3 separate regions of the Mus musculus genome follow, and all the other regions are linked to region 2. The links are chromatin contacts, called in public Hi-C maps. All regions are on one chromosome and are shown on one strand. The core of a region is the stretch at or near the end of the contact, and the rest is flanking DNA. Distances in the headings are between cores, read along the strand shown.

Region 1 (3,277 bases), core at 653-3,152, 180 kb before region 2:
TTTCCTGCTGAGACCATTGCTTGGTCTCTTCCCCCATCTCCCTTCCAACCCTAGCAACCAGCGATCTCACTGTCACCAGCGTGTCACAGAGTTGACACAGAGTCTGGAGCCTTTTCCAGTCTAGCTTTTATCACTAAACAATAATGTAACCTCTGCCCACCCTCCTTCCCTCCTTCCCTTCTCACCCACCCTCTATCCTTCTGTCCCTCCATCCCTTCCTCCCTTCCTCTCTCCCTTCCTTTCCCTTTTCCTTTCAGGCATACCCAGCACACACCCTCCAACAGCCACAAACACAACCTTTCCACATAGTTTTCATTTTATAGCTTATTTATTTACTGCTAAATAATATTTCACTCACTGGGCATATCATGGTTTATTTCACCCGTGGGAAGACATCTTGGTTGTTTCCAAGGTCAGGCAATAATTATGGACACTTCTGCTGTAAACAGGTGGACACAGATATCGCTGTTCTAAACACCAAATAATGTGGGTTTGGGGACTCTGAGAGAACTATGTTTACTATTTGGGAAACCACCAGGCTGCCTTTCGTTAATTCAGCTGCCACTACCAACTTGGATTTCCTGCTGCTCAAGTCCCTCCACCTTCTGCAGCTGTGGGCGCTCTAGGTCTTAATCTTCACGCTCGTCCATTTCCAGTCCTCTAGAACACACTCACTGATGGGACTGACTGCCGGTCTGTCTTCCAGGTCAGTTCTTCTTTTCTGTCTCACAGTTTTGCTGGGGTTTATTCTGGCTTCATCACTGGCATTTGCATTCCAGACAGTTTAGAGCCCTTTCCTCAGCTCCTGGCATCTCTGGGCCTCAAGCACCTCCCACTTTTCTACCCCTACCCATCCTGAGTGTAACCCTTGATGGCCCGGAACTTTCTGTATAGATCAGGCTGGCCTGTAACTCAGAGGTCCTTCTGCCTCTGCCTCTCTAGTGCTGGGATCGCAGACCCGCACCACCTCCCACTCCTCTGCCCTGTGCCCAGGGTGTGTCCATGCCAGACCAGCTTCAAGGCCTCCTAGTAGATGGTGGATCTTGCTTTCCCTGTGTTGTGTTCTGCGTTTGCTTCTTTTTGGTTTTCTAAAGATGTGCAAGGTGATGCCAATGACAGAGAAGGTTCTAGGTCCTAGTTCCAGCTCCAGCACAGAGAACACATATCAAAGAAAGGGAAACCCTTGCCTGGTAGGTTGGAGAATGTCACACATCTACTGCCCACCCTCCCACAAATCCCAGCATTCTGGAGGTGGAAGCAAGCATATCTCTGTGAGTTTGAGGCCAGCCTGGTCTATAAGTGAGACCCTGTCTCAAAATGCAGGCAAATGAGAGAAAGATAAAAAATAAAATTAAGCCAGGCGGTGGTGGCGCACGCCTTTAATCCCAGCACTTGGGAGGCAGAGGCAGGCCGATTTCTGAGTTCCAGGCCAGCCTGGTCTACAGAGTGAGTTTCAGGACAGCCAGGGAGGGCTATACAGAGAAACCCTGTCTTGAAAAACAAAAAAACAAAAACAAAACCAAAACTAGTTCTGGGGATGTGGCTCAGTGGGAGAGCGCTTACCTAGCAAGGCCCTGGCTTCCACTGCAAAAGAATACCAAATAAATAAAATAAATAGAAATAAACCAATTAATTAATTTGTCGCCTGTCCCTCAGCTCTGCTAGCTATGGCTCTGACTCGTCACATTTGTCCTCTGGGAGTGAAGTAAGTCTCCGAGCTTCAGGCCACTGGAGCTCTACACTGCTGGAGTGAGTTTTTCCATAGGACTGAGCCTGCGGTTCGCTCCTCTGAGTGTGTCTTTCTGCCCTTTGTGTGTTTCTAGCTCTTTCCGGGCCCATTCCCTCCTCATTTGGCTCCGGTTTCGCCTCCCTGGCAGTTCTCCTGGGCTAAATCTGTTCGTATCTCAGCGAGCGAGCGAGCGAGCGCTGGAGGCTTCTTGGGGGTTTGTGTTTCCCTAGGGAATGTGAATGACTTTGCACTTCTCACAGTGAGTGCGTGAGAAGGAGGTTGACCACCCCACACCCCCACTCCCTCCACCCCACCCACCCCCGTATGCCAGGCTACTGTTTAGCTTGCCTGCTTGACTCCTTCCTCCCTCCTTCTCTTTATTCTTCTTGGCTTTTTCTTCTCTTTTCTTCTTTGAGATGAGGTCTCTCTGGCTATGTAGCCCAGGCTGGCTCCTTCCTGTCTCCTAAATCCTGAGATTACTGGTGTGGACCCTCCCTTTGGCTTACTTCTTATCCTTGGGTATGAGAGGGGTACCTTCTGAACTCTCCTTTATTCACAAATGGGTGATGGCTTCCTTCTCCTCCTCCTCCTCCTCGCCTGCGTCCCTTCATTTCTTTCTCCTTCTAAGTCTGGCTCAAGGACTTAGCTTCTTTCAGAGTCCTGCCTTTTCTGGATTTGTTTCCATTCCATACTGATACTTGCAGGTATGCTCTCTCCTTCTCATCTCCTGGGGGTTGAATGTGGGAGAAGGCTTGCTCCCTGCCACCCAAGGCAGTCTGTAGTCCTGTCTTAACGGAAATTCACGATGTGCAACTCCGGTTCCCAGCATGTTTCAGTCCACCCCAGCTGCAAGTTTACTCTCTCCTTCAGGGCACCAACAGGGCAGCCCCCAATGCCACGAATCTCAGCCCTGGGCATGGTGGATGCTGCGTGGATGGGTGATGGATGATCAGGTTGGTCTGGAACCTGGACAGGGCAATGTGGAGGTGTGGGTGCAGTGGAGAGTGGGGTGTGTGGGGTGTGTGTGCTGCTGCAGGGCAGTGCCATTCCTCGATCCTTCCTGGCTGCCCCCAGTGACTAGGGGATTTGTAGAAACCTCTGTGTGGTCTAGAAGTGACCGTGGCCAGTTTCCCAGCAGCTTGAGACCTGCCGTACCTTCTGTGTTATGAGCATTGTGTTTGTGTGTGAGAGGTGGCTAGGCAGGGCACCAGGCTTGTCCTAGGAGCTCCATCCTCTGCTAAGGATAGACTCAAGTAAAGAGAAAGGATGAGTGGGAGAGTGGCCAGGACTCAGAAGCAGGAGGAAAGTTAGAACTTCAGCTATTTATCCAGTCACCCCATGTCTGTGATCAGCTCAGCACTGCACTAGGACCGAGGCAGACTCCCCTCCCCATCCTGGCCTCTGAACCTTTGTCCCACAGGCACTGTGGATGAACAGTGGGTGGCATGGGGTTCTTCTGTCCTGTGAGAGAGTCTCCTGTGTGATCTTGAGAAAGTCACTCTGCCAAATGGTGCTTCATTTTACCCACCAATAAAACAAGGCTAAAAA
Region 2 (3,467 bases), core at 248-2,747:
TTTGGTAAGAAGTCTTGTGGCTTTGCTGGTGTTGAGTCTGGGGGCTGTGGGGGCATCTCTGAGGTAGAAGGTGGATGGAGGGAGAGCACAGGCCCACTGGAGGGATGTGAACTTCATGGCTGGTGCTGAGACACTACAAGATCATCTCTGGAGAAGGGCACGTGCAGGGATCTGTGCCCAAAGGCTACAAAGAGTGAATAGGGAAGGCTTTCTCCATTCTGGCTTCACAGGAGAGAAAGGAGTCTCAGTTCCCAAGCATCTCTGTTCAGTGTCCTCCATTAGGGCAGACAGTAGAGATGGCCATGCTCCTGGGGCTTGTGGGGACCACCAGGAGTCCTGAGGATGGATGCCTGTGACAAAGCAGGGATTGGCTTCTCTAAAGAAGTCGTTTCTATGATGCATGTGAGACATTCACTTGTTCCCTTACTTATCCATCCACCCACCCATTACCCAATCCATCCATCCATCCATCCATCCATCCATCCATCCATCTCTCCATCTATCCATCTATCCATCCATCCATCTCTCCATCTCTCCATCCATCCATCCATCCATCCATCCATCCCTCCATCTCTCCATCCATCCATCCATCCATCCATCCATCTCTCCATCTATCCATCCATCCATCTCTCCATCCATCCATCCATCCATCCATCCATCTCTCCATCCATCCATCCATCCATCCATCCATCCATCCATCCACACATCCATCTATCCATCTATCCACCCACTCATCCATCCATCTATCCATCCACCCACCCATCATCCATCCATCCATCCATCCATCCACTCTCTTATTTAATCACTCACTCATTTATCCCTGCTCATAGGCTCCTCTGGGCCCCAGAAGTCTGTAGGACAGCAAGGCCCATTCTGTTGCTGCACAGTGCGGCAAGAGCCATGGTGGAATCCCCACTAGCCAGAGACATCAGGGTGTGGCACCTTATCTAGGGCACAGTACAGGGGCTTGAGAGGATGAGCTCTTTCATTCACTGAGTCAATTCAGCCCGGTGGATGACAGAACAAAGAACCCTAGGAGGCCAAGAATAGCTTTGGCCAGACATGGTGGCACGTTCCTGTCATCCCAGTATTCACAGGCCAAGGTAGGAAGATCATAAGTTTGAGGCCAGCCTGGACTGCATGGTGAGACCTTGTCTCAGCAAACCAAAAGACTGGGCTTACCCAATATCATATAGTCAGGCAGTAACAGAGGGGATGAAGGCTCAGTAGTGTGGAGGAACTGTCCGTGTGGACCCATCTCTCCAGGCTGGGTCCCGAGGATGGGAACCCAGCAAGAGTAGAGTGCTAACAGCCTAGAGAAGCAGCCGGTCCCCAGAACCCGGCCTCTTAGCGGCTGTGGGGTTGCTGCCCAGAAAATATTTTGGAATCGCTTGGGCGAGTTTTGCAATATTTCCTCATGAAGCAGCTGCTCAGATCCTGCCGGGCACAGCTTGCCGGCAGGAGGCATGGGGGAGGAGGGTGTCAGGGAGCCACATTATTAAACACTTGCTGTGTGCGCTCAGCAAAGCTCCTGCCTGCTAGCTCTTTGATGACTGATCCGGACGTAAGAAGGAAGAATTACTAGGCAACTTTGCTGAGCAGAGAGACCTCACATAATCCAGTCTGCGATGAAACCCAGCTCGGCACTGGAGATGTTTCTGTTCACCGAGGGCTCCAGCTCATGCCTCAGGACCCCGGCCTCACCATCCTCCTCCCTTTTGCCACCTTAGGCAGCAGCTGCACCATGTTTAAGCTCTTTCACTTCCTAGGACCTTTGTACTTGCTAGATGCTCTCCCTCTAAAGCTTCGTGTGGTTCGCTTTGTCTCCTAAGCTGTGGACTAGTTTCCCAGGTGCCAGGTTCTTTCCTTCCCAGCATCTGACTCTCCCCGACTCACCCTGCTTCCCATTTCTCTCATCTCTCTGATAAACACCTTGTCCATCTTGTCCATGTCTCTAGCCCAAGCACCCAGTTCAGCAAGTACCACGCAGTTGGTGCTCAGCGCTTGCCACTGCACCTCGGAGCATCTCCCACAACTTCCTCCCAGAGCAGCTAGTCTGACAAGAAGAGTTATATAAACTTTCTTTCACTTCTAACTACTGCCAAAGTTGCTATTTCTCCCTTGGTCCTTCTATGATTTGATTCTGCCACAGTTTCTTGCTCTGCTCTGCAGTGCCACCAGCTAGTTTGGGAGCACATCAGATGTGACATTTGATGGAATTGATGCTGCCATCCGATCTGGGTATCTGTGTCATCCTCTGGGGTGACTGGGGTTTGCAGCGCACGGCTCCTGTCAAGTCTGATGCCTTGGACAAGCCTTTGATTTGCCAGGTGTGTCGTGAGGCAGGGCTCTGCAAGAGCCTGTCATTGTCAGGACACAGAGGCAGCTTGTGGGAGCTCTGTCAAGATGGGCTTTGGCCATAGCTGTCCCCCAGAACAGCACAACGAATTTTAAGGAAGACTTTCTGTGGGCCTAGAGCAACTTGGCATTTTGATTAGATCAAAATCAAATTCAATAGAACACTGCGAGAGTTGTTTCTGTTATTAAAATGGAAGCAGACCAGACCATATTTTCAAAATAAATATCAAGGCCAATTTCCTGGACTCAGACAGGCACGCAGCTTGAGGACATCTGAGACCCTGCCATCTGGAGGTCAGGGGTCCCAGCTGGAGTTAGTGCTGCTGTGCTGGGGTGGAGAGTCGAATGGAGAATGATCCCGGTTCAAGCTAGGTTTCTTCTGTATTTTGCTTTGAGGTAGAATTTCACTATGTAGCCCAGGCTGGCCTCAAACTTGTCATTTTCCTGTCTCCACCACCTGGATTGGGATGGCAGGTATGTGGCTATGTTCCCAGCAGGCTTCTGTATTTAAAATGGGCTGCCTGTGCCCTTGGGGCCCACTGGTCGCAGAGCCAGTTCAGAGTGGCTCCTGCCTGCTGCAGTCTGCTTGGTCATAGACTGGGAGGACATTGCTGTGTCTAGGGCCAATCTCCCTGACCCATCTTTTTGAGATACAAGCCTGACTCCATTTTCCCAGCTCAGAGCCAGGCCCCTCCCCACCTGGGGCATGGGTGGCATCCCCCAGGGGCCTCTTCCCATGGCTCCTGCCTGCTGCTCACTCTTTGACCTCCAGGCTAGCTTGTTCATTCCACTCTCTTCCCACCAGAGTGTTGATATTACCAGCACAGGAGCCTGCTGTCGTTCAGTGGTCGTTGTGTATCCCCCATACAACAGTGAGTCCCCCACAAGGTAGTGCCATGCGTCCACACAGTAGGTCCCCATGAAATTCTGATATCAATTTGGTCCCTATGAGGTCATCAGCATTCTTTCTGTCTTGTAGCAAAGGAACTGGCTCTTGGGACTGTCACTTGGCCCAGGTTACAGGCCTGCTCAACTCTATTCATGCCGATGCTTTTCTGTTTGTCTGATTTTTGATCCAAGGCAGTAGTATTCCAGTCATGCCCGTTGCT
Region 3 (3,253 bases), core at 675-3,174, 140 kb before region 2:
TAGACTTGAACTCTGATCATTTTTTGTGTTCATCTTGTGAGTGCAATGAGGTCATACATATGCAACCATCCCTGTGAGGCGGAGAGCACAGAATTTCTTTATCCCTGCGTCTCTCAGGCTGTGGTCATTTTCATAGCACCTTCCTACATAACTGTGGAACCTAAAAGACAGAGAGCCTGCCCTTGGTGATAGGGTTTGTAAAAGTGGGGACCAGAATACAGGACCAGGAGCGGCAACACCTGTTTTGTGTTTTTGAAACAGAGTCTTGCTATATAGCTCAGGCTGGCCTTGAACATGTGATCCTTTGGTCTTGGGATGGAAGGTATGCACCACCACGCCCAGCTAGAATGTCAACCATGAATAAGAATTTAGGTTCTGTGAGTCTGGAATCTTGTAGAATTAATCTGTCTCCTTGGTTTACCCACAGTTCCTCAAATGCCAGGGCAAAGGTGTCTGGAGGCCACGGTGGTGCCAGTCAGGGTGCTGGCAGGGGCTCTGTCTCCAGTCTGCCCTCCACTTGTAGAGACCATTATCTCCAGAAAAATGTCCCAACTCTGGACTCCTGCCAGGAATCAAGGCCTGACACCATCTGTAAGAGATAAATAAATCGAAATATCATCAGCGAATAAGTGTGTGCCATCTGCTGCCCTGTCAGTTCAACTGGCTGAGGCCTCCAGAGAACTCCAAGAAGTGCTTGCCAAGGCTCTGCTGCCAGCCTGGTGTGTGAGGAGAAGCTCCCTGCAGGGCCTGCTGGTCTGCTCTGGACCCAGCCCCCAGCTCTGTTCCTTCCAATTGGCCAGTGTGCGGCTTTCACCCCTGCCCATTGTCTCCTATTGGTGCATTTACCGGGGACCAGACTCTGATATTTTCTATTCTCCCTGCAAACTGAAATTACCTGCTATAGGAAAAGGTACCTGCATGCATGTCCAAGGCTCTGGCTCTTTGTGGGGCCCAACTCAGGACCAGAGTCCAACTCGGGGCCAGCCTGCAGCTGGCTCTCTTCTGGGAAACTACAGGTTCTTCTGGCTATTTGTGGAGTCCTGTTTGGAGACTTCCCACAGGACAAATGGGTTTCTCTAGATCCTGCCAACTCTGCTAAGAGACAGTGCAGGGTAGTAGCCAGAACAAAGGCTCTGTGCCACACTGCCTGTGGCTGTGTGATGTTAGACCCAAGCTTCTCATGCCTCAGTTTCTTCTTTAGGGCTGTTGTGCCGATGAGCTGCATGTGTAAAGAAACTGGAAAAGAGCTTGATACAAAGAGTGTGCACACCGTGTGGTGCAGAACAGGGGATGGGGTGCGCTTATGTTCTTATAGCACTCATGAGATGGCCTGGGTTACACAGTGAGTTGAAGCCTCTGTATTACATAGTGATACTCTTCTTAACCAAACTAGACTAAACCAGACCAGACCAGGCCAGGCCAGGCTAGACCAGACCAGACCAGACCAGGCATTACATAGTGATACACTTCTTAACCAGACCAGACCAGACCAGACCAGATCAGACCAGATCAGACCAGACCAGACCAGACCAGACCAGACCAGACCAGACCAGACCAGACCAGACCAGACCATGCTAGCAAATCTCTCCATGCTAGCAAATGCAAAGTTTGTTAGCCGGCTTTGTGAGGCAAAGGTTACACTGCCCTCCACCTCCTGCCTATTTCAGTCTCTTCCCACCCTTATTGCAGAAATCTCAGCTTCACCATCTGCTGGGGTGTCGAACGGAATCACAATCCCCAGGCTCAGCCACGGCTGGGGGCTCCCCACATTCCCCTCTCTCACCGATCAAGCTCTAGACCTGAGCTTCTGTGTTTTCATGCCAAGGGCAACTTGGCCAATCCGCAGCATCCTTGTATCTCTGCCAGCACTAGGCATCTGTCTCTGGCCTCTTTCCTTGTTTCTGCTTGTGGCTCTGCCAGATTCCCACCCTGCTCCTGCTGAGCACGCAGAATCACAGCTTCCTGCTCTGGCTTTCAGGGATGCTCAGGGCTCTCCTTGTAGGAGTAACGCTTTTTTACCTGAAACCCGGGGAAAGAGGAAACGATAGCTCTGATGTGTGGCGCCAAACCCATGGCAGGTGCTTTGCACTCTACTATTTCAATCCTTCCACAAACCTAAAGAAGGAGTATATTGATTCCTATTTAACCCATGGATTCACTTTCTGTGGTTTTGTCAATCAGTGGCCAGATATAATAAAAGCAATAAACAGGGAATCCCAGAAATAAGTAATTCATAAGTTTTAAGTTGTGAGGCATTCTGGGTACCAAGATGGGGTCCAGTGCCCTCTGTCCCACCTCAGATGCGAATCATCGGTTTGTCTGGCATATCTGTGGTGTCTAATATCCCCTCCCATTGGTCATCCTTTACAGAGAGACCATCACAGCATACCACTCAGGAGAGAAAGAGAAAGACCAGACTCAGAAAACTGTTACTACATTCTCACCGTGCCTTAGAGAGCACACAGTATCTACAGGACCTGGGACTCTGTAGTTTTTAGGCATCCACTGGAGATCTTGATATGTATAGCCCGTGCTTAGGAGGAGGCCATCGTATTTAGATAATTTCCCCTTGGCAGTCAAGGAAAAGGATCAGAGAGGTGGACCAACATACCAAAGTTGCACAGATAGGCAGAAGTAGACAATAAACATGAATCCAGACCTCACTTTCCTTAGAGTACTTCCTTTCAAGCAGAGAGTAATGGAAAGGAGGGTGGAGCCAATGCCTTTGCAGGTCTTCCTGATTTAAACCTAGCTAAGAGGCAGGTTTATACCCATTCCCTCATATAGACCTTATGTCAGAATAGAAGGCTTGACTGTTCACCCTTCACTGGAGAAGAAACTCTCCAACCGAATGACCTGAAAAGCGTTATTTGTCTGGTGTCTCTGGCTTAACGGGTGGCTGAGATGGGATTTGAACTCACAACCACACAAGCCTCCTTTTAGGGAGCTTGATCTGCCCAGCCTCCCGTTGACCCTGTTCACCCTGCCTTCTCTCATAGTCCACAGTGCCTCTTTCTCAGTGAGACCTAGACTGAAGGAGGAGCCTATTGGGTGACCTGGAACCTGGCCTGGATGTGAAGTCAAAAGTCAAAATAAGCCAGCTTTTCCCTCAGCTGGTGATTTCTGGGACCCTCCTCTGGCTCCCTGGGATCTGAGTAAGGATGGGTCTACTGAAAGCTGAAGCCACTTCATGAAAAGCAACTTCTGAGTCCAGTCCTCCAGCCATGCCTCTGAGGACAGCAGACCAGGGGGT

Evidence for each region. Hi-C and Micro-C count contacts between places; a contact is called where the count stands out from the background.
Region 1: a Hi-C map of cerebral cortex shows a contact between it and region 2, with 2.2 times the contacts expected there. The contact joins two enhancer-like sites. A contact is called at or near these places in 5 of 484 Hi-C or Micro-C datasets (the G1E-ER4 cell line, cerebral cortex, cortical neurons and 2 more) and 1 of 115 datasets of contacts at active chromatin or transcription factors (cardiomyocytes).
Region 3: a contact with region 2 is called in a Hi-C map of forebrain, with 2.1 times the contacts expected there. The contact joins two enhancer-like sites. A contact is called at or near these places in 4 of 484 Hi-C or Micro-C datasets (forebrain, muscle stem cells, nephron progenitors and 1 more) and 3 of 115 datasets of contacts at active chromatin or transcription factors (SST interneurons, craniofacial prominence and stem cell-derived neural progenitor cells).

What each region holds. Positions count from the first base shown.
Region 1 is chr7:126,065,551-126,068,827 of GRCm38.p6, reverse strand. All of the region lies in intron 1 of Gsg1l (GSG1-like), which reads left to right. Among named protein-coding and RNA genes, the nearest start is that of Gsg1l, 15 kb to the left of the region's middle. Within about 2 kb of position 1,902, at least 24 of the 459 cell types and tissues checked have an H3K27ac peak or open chromatin away from gene starts, as enhancers often do. A contact at or near this core is called in cerebral cortex and cortical neurons, where this site is marked.
Region 2 is chr7:125,886,506-125,889,972 of GRCm38.p6, reverse strand. The region is part of intron 6 of Gsg1l (GSG1-like); the gene reads left to right. Among named protein-coding and RNA genes, the nearest start is that of Gm51456, 65 kb to the left of the region's middle. Within about 2 kb of position 1,497, at least 15 of the 459 cell types and tissues checked have an H3K27ac peak or open chromatin away from gene starts, as enhancers often do. A contact at or near this core is called in cerebral cortex, cortical neurons, forebrain and 1 more, where this site is marked.
Region 3 is chr7:126,030,387-126,033,639 of GRCm38.p6, reverse strand. The region is part of intron 1 of Gsg1l (GSG1-like); the gene reads left to right. Among named protein-coding and RNA genes, the nearest start is that of Gsg1l, 50 kb to the left of the region's middle. Within about 2 kb of position 1,924, at least 45 of the 459 cell types and tissues checked have an H3K27ac peak or open chromatin away from gene starts, as enhancers often do. A contact at or near this core is called in forebrain and muscle stem cells, where this site is marked.